3 separate regions of the Gossypium hirsutum genome follow, and regions 2 and 3 are each linked to region 1. Evidence: chromatin contacts called from public Hi-C data. All regions are on one chromosome and are shown on one strand. Each heading gives the region's core, a stretch centred on a gene start, on an enhancer-like site or on the middle of the called end of the contact. The rest is flanking DNA. Distances are from core to core; before and after follow the strand shown.

Region 1 (2,835 bases), core at 96-2,595:
CACTCCCCCTCACGTGTAGCTCAACTGGGCCTACAAATAGACAACCTGAATACTAATGTTATGCATCCAAACTGAAACCAAAAGTAATAAGTGGAAGGACCAAACTTGTAAATGAGACCACAGGAAATCCAGTAATTAACAGATATAGGATAACAACACTTGATAGCTAAAAATACAAATTATAGAGCCAAGGCAAGAAAGAATGTAAACTAGTTTGGTTCAGGAATACAATCAACTACCTTTGGTGGTTTAAATGGATAGTCCGGAGGGAAATGAATGGTGACTAGAAACACTCCACCAGCATAAGGACTGTCAGGAGGACCCATAATAGTTGCTTGCCAATGAAACATGTCTTCAGCAACAGGGCCTAATTCAATAGTAAAAATAAGCAAAAGGACAATAGTTAGATGAACAATCACCAAGTAATCTTATGATAATATTTTCCCAAATAAAAATTGAACGAACCACTCATCCTTTCTCTTATTTGCCTTAAGAAATTTAAGCACATATAACAGAAATGACGAGTTCATATACTCAATACATGCAATTATGCAAATCGTTTCCTTACAAACTTCACCTATACATGAACAATTTCGTATGACCGAATAACACCTTAACAAACAGACATGAACAATAATTAACTAATAATTAGACATGAAAATTTTAAAAAAATAAAAAAGAAATATATTGTGGTTAGAAAAAAATGGAATCATCATGGTCAAAATGAAAAGACTAATAATTAAGTATAGAAAATAGATTCGTTATATATAGGTCAAATTGAATTATGCAGCAATAGTAATTATCATGTCATAATTTTCTTTTTCAAAAGCAGATATCTAAAAAATTTCTAATCATTTTTTCAAAAAAAAAAAAGAGTTTCAACGAACAAATCTTTAAAAATTCAGAAATGAACAAATCGAAACACGAAATAGAAAAAAAAATTTTGAACCTGCGCTGCAAGAGGTAGGAGGATCTTTCTGGAGATCCTTGAGCTCCTTCAAGATCCGCTTTGAAGCCATCACCTAAACCCTAAAACAAACAAAATCTTTAAAAAAATAGAACTTTTCAAGCTAGATCGCTTTTTGTGTCTAGCAAAGAAAATTTTAAATTGAAGAGAAACCAAAAAAATGAAACGAAATAAAGAGGAAACTGGAGAGAAAAAAGAACAAGTACCTGAGAGATCCTCCTGTCCTAGGCTATTGTCTGTTTGGGGTTTTTTTTTTTTTTTAGTTGCTGAAAATAGCGGAAGAAATGTAAAGAGGCAAAAATAAAGCTTTAAAAATAGATCTCCCAGAACATCATTTTTTAATAATAAAAATTATAATTATTATGTAGAAAAAGGCAAAAATTGGGATGTTTTGTGCTCTCATTGGCTATCTTTGTAGACCCCACACGATTATAAGAGAATTTTATTTTGTATTTCTTTTGACACGGATACCTTCTCTTTAGAGATGGCATTGGCAACCGCGTGTGGCGCGTGAAGGTAATTTGCAGGAGTGTGCAAAAATAAATCGTTGATTTTGGTTTTGAAAAAAAATATTTTTTTATTTTTATTTTTATATTTTATAAACTCAAACTCAATTCAAAAACTAATCGTAATCGGGGTAAATTACATTTATTGTCACTAAATTATTAATAAATTTATGTTTTCGTCACTCAATTATAAAAGCTTACAAAATGATCACTAAATTATTCGAAAGTTTTTATTTAATTCAACGAGTTGTTAAAATTGATGTTATATGACTTTTTTATCCGCATCGCCTCCACCAATCAAACGATTTGCTTTCCCTTCTCTTTTACAATTCATTTTGTTTTCAAGAAACAGCTTTAAACGTTGTGAATATGCAAACCAAAATTCAAACAATTTTTTTTTCTGATATCATACATTGATCTTTAGATTGACTTAGATTTAAGGTATATTTTTCTACTCTTAATGGATATTGAGCTACTGTACCAACCATCTAATTGTTGCTTGAAACTCGTTAGTCAGGCTTTAAAAAAAAAACAACCCAGTATTTTAAATAGAAACTTTAAAATAATTTAATCTCATTTCATAATTTTTTTTAAGTTTAATCACGTAATTCACCCTTAAAATTTATACCTAATTGGGCCAATATCCAAAAATTAAATCCAATTGATATTTAAACTCAATTAATAAATTAAACCCAAAAATACTACACCCGAACCCGATCCTTCACTTGCACTACGCGGTTCATTTCAGCATTTGACGCTTTTTTTTTTTCTCATTGAAGCAAAACTCACTTCACTATTTGATAAATAAAAAAATTGTTAATGAAAATAATTTTGTTGCAATGTTGTGTTGGATTATGAAACTTGTGTTATATCGTGTTGTGTTAAATTATTTAGTTTGTCATGTAATAGTTTGTATAATTTCTTTTAAATGTAGATTGTGGATAGAGTTTATCTAAAATAAGTTCTTTTGTTTTTTTTTGTTGGTTTTAGAGGTAAGTTAATTTTGTTTTAAAAGTAAATTGGATTTTAAAATTTTTTGGGTCGCCCCTAATTTTGTTTGGGGTAAATTACGCTGATAATCACTCTAAAATAGGGTTAGCTTTAGTATGATCATTTTAAAAAAAATTCTTAATTTAGTCACCCTGAATAAAATAATTGTGTAAATTAACCACTATCATTAAAATAATTATACGGATTTGTTGGGTGATATTTTGAAATAAAAAATATTTACTTTGTAGCAATATAACTAAAAAATGGTGTTGTGATAAAATTGAATTTAACAAAATAATTTTAACAGTGTTAACGGTTAGATCTGAAATTTAAAATCTAAAACGTAGAGAGAATAATTTTCTAAAATAATAA
Region 2 (2,835 bases), core at 249-2,748, 260 kb before region 1:
CTACATAAACACATATTACATTTTGTCCTTGCTGTTTGAGAATCGCATCCGTAAAAATGAGTAATAACCCCCAGTAGAGACTGGTACGATTCAATTCAACATTTTGTTTGTTCGAGTTTGATTGTGTCATAGCTCTATAATTAATTCAAATTAGGTTTATCGTTGGAAGAACTACATTGCTGATATTGACCCCAAAAAAGAAACGATAGGTACAGCTAGTCCGTGAACAACCAACTATTGCACTATAAAAATTGGATAGGTTCGATCTATGGTCATTGGGTCCTCCTAAAAAGATCTACTAAATTCATTGAGTTGTTCCAAAGAATCAAAACAGCCAATTATTAATGGAATTCCTTGTCGGCTCTCTGTAAAATACTCGTTTGGACGAAGGCTTCCAAACACATCATAAGCTAAACCTGTGCTGACGAATAACCAACCCACGATGAATAGGGAAGGTATAGAAATATCATACTGTTAACAATAAGAGTAAATGTAAAGTGGTTTTTTTAAAGGTTTTTCTATTTTCTTTAGCTAAAATTGTATCGGTTAAAGGGTTAAAAAAATTATCTTTAGAAGAAAACTAATGCAAAAAGAGAAAAAAAGAGAAAAAAAAATTCAGGATAAACTCATTGGTATCAAGAATTGGCTTGGAAAACGGCTTGTTAGTACTTAGTGGAGAGAAGGCTTTTATTTATTTATTTATTTAATCTTTTTGGGTTTTGTGATTTTATAGATGTGGAATGCCTTTGTTTTAAAATATAAAAACTTTGGATAGGAAGTTTGAGGATCAAATTGATAGAATTTGTAAATGTGAAGGGTTAAATTTATTAAATTATTTAGAATTAGGATCAAATTGATAGAATATGTAAGTATTGAGTACTAAATGCATCATTATACCAATTGAAAAAAAATCTTTTTGTTATCAATTTACAGCATGTGATAAAAACAATAACGAATTAAAACGTCAATGCTTAAATTCAAAATTTTTAAAGTTAGGTGACCAAAACAAGAATACATGCATAGTTGAGTAACTATTTGTGTAGTTTACCCTAAATTTTTTAACACGAAAGATTAATTTAAATTTAATGTATAAAGATTAATTTACCCAGATAACATCATACATTTTCATATTCAGGTAACCCATTTAAAACTAGATAATAGATATAACACCTATTCTTTGTCCAGTAGTGAAAATAATTATACTATGGCAATATGCATGGATCAATCCAATTTGTGCACATCATTTTCGTCTCTTCTTTCACATTTTTTTCTTAATTTAAAGAGTTTTTATTTTAATAATTATTGGAAATTATGATTTTTAATTTTAATTAATTATTGATATATCATATAAAACAAAATAGTGCGAAAGATTAAGACCAATTTACTTAAAATAAAAGAATAGAGACCCAATCAAATAAAAGTGTAAAAGAATGGAGGGCTAAAGTTCGTATTATGCCAAAATAAGTATTTAACAGCTAGCGTAATAAAGGGACTTCTATGTAAGTTTTACCCAGAAAACTTGTAGTGCGCCATATTTGGTTTCCAGTATGGGCTAAGTACAACCTACCCAAGTATTTAGCCTCAGTAGGGCACCAAAAAAAGGACAAATTCCTGAAAGTCTTTTCCCTTTCTGCTTCTTCTTCACGACGCTTTGTATCCCTTTTTCTTTGTTTTGTTTTCAATTTCACAAATAATGGCTATTAAGAATGAAATTATTACTTCGACAGATTTGGGTGACAACGAAATTGGGAATATCAGTACTTGGAGCATTCCCAAAATGATTTCTCTTGTAAAATCCACTTTTCGTTCCAACGATTTCGCCATGGTAGAAAGGGAATTATTGGCGAGAGAGCAGAAATCAAAGCTGGAAATCGAGTCACTGAAACAGGCAAAGGATTCATTTTCCTACAAATTCGAAGAAGAGAGGTTGGAAAAAATGGGTTTTGCGGATGATCTGAGGAAATGCAAGAAAGAATGGGAGGATATGAGGGGTGAGGTTTCGAAGTTGCGGGAAGAAAATATGGTTTTGAGGGAAAGAGGAAAGTCTGCTGAGGAAAGGTGTAATAGATTGTCGGAGGAAGTGAAGGGCATGTATGAGAAACAACACGAAATTATAAATTTGAGAAGCAAGAATTGCGAGCTTGAAAATGAGAAAGCCAAAGCTGAATCTGAGTTGGAAATACTGAGGAAGAGATTCGAGGAGTTGGATAAGAGGGTTTTGTGTTTAGAGACTGGTTTTAATACTCTACAAGATGAAGATGATTCCAAGAGCAACAATAGGAATGGGGGAGAAATTGGGGTTTCCGAAAATGGGGGGCTAAAACCAATTGAAGCTAACGGTTATTCACCAAATGCTGGTAAAAATTCAACATTCTTGAACCTTTTTTTTTATTTTGTTTTCGTGTTTATATTGTTGTTTGGTTGGTTAAATTCATGCTGGAGTTGCTATTTAAGATTGCTATGCATATGAAGATTTCAGTATCATTTCAGGTTATGGATTGATGGTGATATTTTTTAGGGTCGGATCCTCAACAAGTCCCAGGGCTTTTTTTTTTTTTTTTGTTTAGGGTTGGATTCTCAAAAGGTCTAGTATTCTGTCTCGGGGTTCTATGCTCCGTTTTAGCCTCGAGCTTTTGCCCTGTCCATGAACGGGGCATGGAGACGCCACATGCTGGTGCCAAGAGTCACAAACAGTGCCTGAACAGGCGAACCAGGAGAAACTTGAGAGTTTTATGGTGGGGTTTGAATTCATTCCCTATAGCATATTGGCATTTATGGGTAAGATGAGTACCACTGGGACAAAACTTTGGGGTTAAAATGGAATATAGGTGCTCC
Region 3 (2,835 bases), core at 182-2,681, 200 kb before region 1:
GTAAACTTGTATGATCGTCGAACAAACTCGGCACCGAACTGAATATGTCGCCGGGGAACAAGGATGAATGTTCGGAGAAATCCGATAAGTTTTCTCCCGATATGCAGCAAGAATCGTCGGGGACGTCTCGAGGTCGGTTTCTGGTTTCGCGCGATTTTTCGAAGCTTTGAGAATCGACTTCGTCGATGGAAAGCGAAGGGCAACGGAGAACGGAAGTCGGAGAGCAAAGGTAACTGTTGTGTGATTCTTCGCCGGAGTTGTAATCGGAGCTGGATAACTGTTTTTGGCTGATGTTTTCGTCTTTCATCGGAGGAGTTGTAAAGTTGGTGAGCGCGTCCTGTCCACGTAGCTGAATAGCCGCTTTGTCGTAAACCATTGCTGCTTCTTCGGCGGTGTTATAGGTACCTAACCATAACCGCACACGTCTTAACGGATCTCTTATCTCCGCTGCCCATTTTCCCCAAGGTCGTTGCCTTACCCCTCTAAACTTCTTCCCCGCCGGTACTTTCGCCGCCGCTTTAACTTTTAACTTCTCCGCCGCCGGCTTTTTTCGAACACACCTCGACTCTGTGGGATTTGTTGACTCAATGGTAATCTCGTTGACGAACTTCTTGACTCTGTTCCTCGAACGACGTCGTATCATTCGTGTTTCTTCTTCATCGTCGCTAGAAGAATCAGTAGCATCAGCATCAGTAACTGAAATTCGTACAATTCGAGGCTTCATTTCTGGCTTATTCTCGACTCTTCCATTTACCAATGGCGAAAGGAGCTTAGTTTCATTGCGATGCTCAGTGTATTTGATTAAAGAAACTGAACAAGGATCCATTTTTTCTGGGTTTTTCTGGTTTTTTTTTTGTGGTGTTAAGTAAGAGTATGAAGTGAGATAAAAAGGAAGATCAAAAGGAAAGAGATTCCTTTGAGCTTTGAGAGTCGAGACACGAGGAGAATAAAGGGAAAGCTGAAGAACTAAAAGAAAGAAAGAAAGAACAACCACGTTAAAGAGAAGCTTGAAACGAAGAGAAATCCACCATTAATCTCTTCATCAAAAAGTTCATCAAACGACGAGAAAACCAAGAGTGAGCCAAAAAAGACGAAATTTTTGTAAGCAAAAAAGTTGCAGAGCTTAAAAAAAAAAGGGGATAGCAAACGCAAGCAAATGGCTTTTGTGGAAAAAGAGATAGAGAATAAATATCTCTCTCAGAAAAAAAAAAGAACAGTGCTGTTCACAGTCACTTAACTAAGAGCATAAATTAGCTATTTTTTGGTAACTTTGGAATCTAAGTCTTAAAAGAAATAAAGAACCCAACTTGATTTTTGAGGATACTTGGTCCAGAAAAGTAAAAAGAAAGAAGAAATGTTATGGAGAGGGACCAGAAAATTTGATAAGAAAGAAGAGTGAAGCAGAGCTGAAATATGAAAACAGAGTATTCAACTTGTCTCTATATATATTCCACTAATCAAGTTGGGTTTTTTAATTGAAGGTAACTCATTTTGATTATATAAGTTAAACAAAAGAGAATTTTTTGCAGACAATTATATAATAATCGTGGGTTCATTTGCCGTTTTGTTTGATTTTCGGGTTTGGATTATTTCTCAACTATTAGTGTTTAGACAGATATGTATGGTGTAATCCAGTTTGTTGATATTGATGAAAATTTTTGTAATTATTTCTCCCAAAGGTTAATGAAAACACTACGAATAACAACAATGACCAGTCATAATAATGGTTACGTCTTAACTTAATCATCATTAGCTATTAAATTTTGTATTCCAAACTGGCCGTTCACGTTTCAATTGTAATACCGCTTTTATTAACTTCTTCAAATTCATCTTTAATAGTCTTAGCTCAGTTAGTATTGATATTATTATTAATATAAGAGAATAAGAGTTCAAATGCGGTCAACCACTTTTATTCTCCTATTTAAAAGGATTATAAATAATTCTAAACACTTTGTATAAAAATAATTATTTCGAAATCTACTTAAAGAATAATTGTGTTCTTCAAATTGATTTTTCCAAAAATTAATTGAAAATTTGTATTGTAATGAAATTTGATGGAAGTACCTATTGAAGCCATAATTGATGTATGAAATATACGTTTCTTTGAATAGATGAAAAGGAAGTAGCATGCCTAACTACACACATTTTTTGAATTTTCAAATAAGCAATTAAGTGTTGAAGATATTTTATGCCATTTTTCAAGATAATTTTTCACTCGAGGGAAAAAAATATTATAAAACATTCAAATGTCTGAATACTAATTATCCATCAAATTTCAAACAGTATTCTTCAAGATTTTTCTCTTCTTCTTTTTTTTTTCTTCTAATTTGGCCCCTTGTTTCCTTTTATGATTGTTAGGTTTCTTTTTCGACTGTCTCTATCGATGTCAACTCTAAAGCTCTATGAATCTAATAGCTAGATTAATACCGGCGTCCTTAGGTTTTCTTCGTTTTTCATGTTAGGGTTCATGGTGGCTTTTGACACTTTGTTTAGAGCCTGACTGCGACATCCGACATGGCATTCCATACTCAAGGTGTACATGTCGAAGGTGCAATGATGTTGCCTAACCTTATGTTACTTGCTGCTCTCTCTCTCTCTCTCTCTCTCTCTCTCTCCCCTCCTATTGGTGGTAGGTGCTAGAGTTGTTCATGGGTCGGACACCTAGCTTGATCTACTCGAAAAATAAGAGGTTCTGGGTAAAAATATAAGCTCGAAAAATAGGCTAGGGCAAAAAAAAGGCCTGCTTAGAAAATGGGTCAAGCCTCAGGTAACGTTTTTTGCCCAGCCTCAGACCGAATTTACAATTAAAAACCGCCAACTGTTTTGCTGCTATTT

Evidence for each region. Hi-C and Micro-C count contacts between places; a contact is called where the count stands out from the background.
Region 2: a contact with region 1 is called in a Hi-C map of leaf, with 4 times the contacts expected there. The contact joins the promoter of LOC107950746 here to the promoter of LOC107950744 in region 1. A contact is called at or near these places in 11 of 34 Hi-C or Micro-C datasets (anther, callus, hypocotyl and 2 more).
Region 3: a contact with region 1 is called in a Hi-C map of leaf, with 4 times the contacts expected there. The contact joins the promoter of LOC107950745 here to the promoter of LOC107950744 in region 1. A contact is called at or near these places in 3 of 34 Hi-C or Micro-C datasets (leaf and petal).

What each region holds. Positions count from the first base shown.
Region 1 is chrD03:33,177,208-33,180,042 of Gossypium_hirsutum_v2.1, reverse strand. It overlaps LOC107950744 (ubiquitin-conjugating enzyme E2-17 kDa), which reads right to left and starts at 1,345. Exons shown (of 5, transcript XM_016885696.2): 1 at 1,174-1,345; 2 at 950-1,029; 3 at 240-367. The coding sequence starts at 1,019.
Region 2 is chrD03:33,433,022-33,435,856 of Gossypium_hirsutum_v2.1, reverse strand. It overlaps LOC107950746, which reads left to right and starts at 1,498. Exons shown (of 2, transcript XM_016885699.2): 1 at 1,498-2,357. The coding sequence starts at 1,694.
Region 3 is chrD03:33,380,347-33,383,181 of Gossypium_hirsutum_v2.1, reverse strand. LOC107950745 (ethylene-responsive transcription factor CRF1) reads right to left here and starts at 1,431. Exons shown (of 1, transcript XM_016885698.2): 1 at 1-1,431. The coding sequence starts at 826.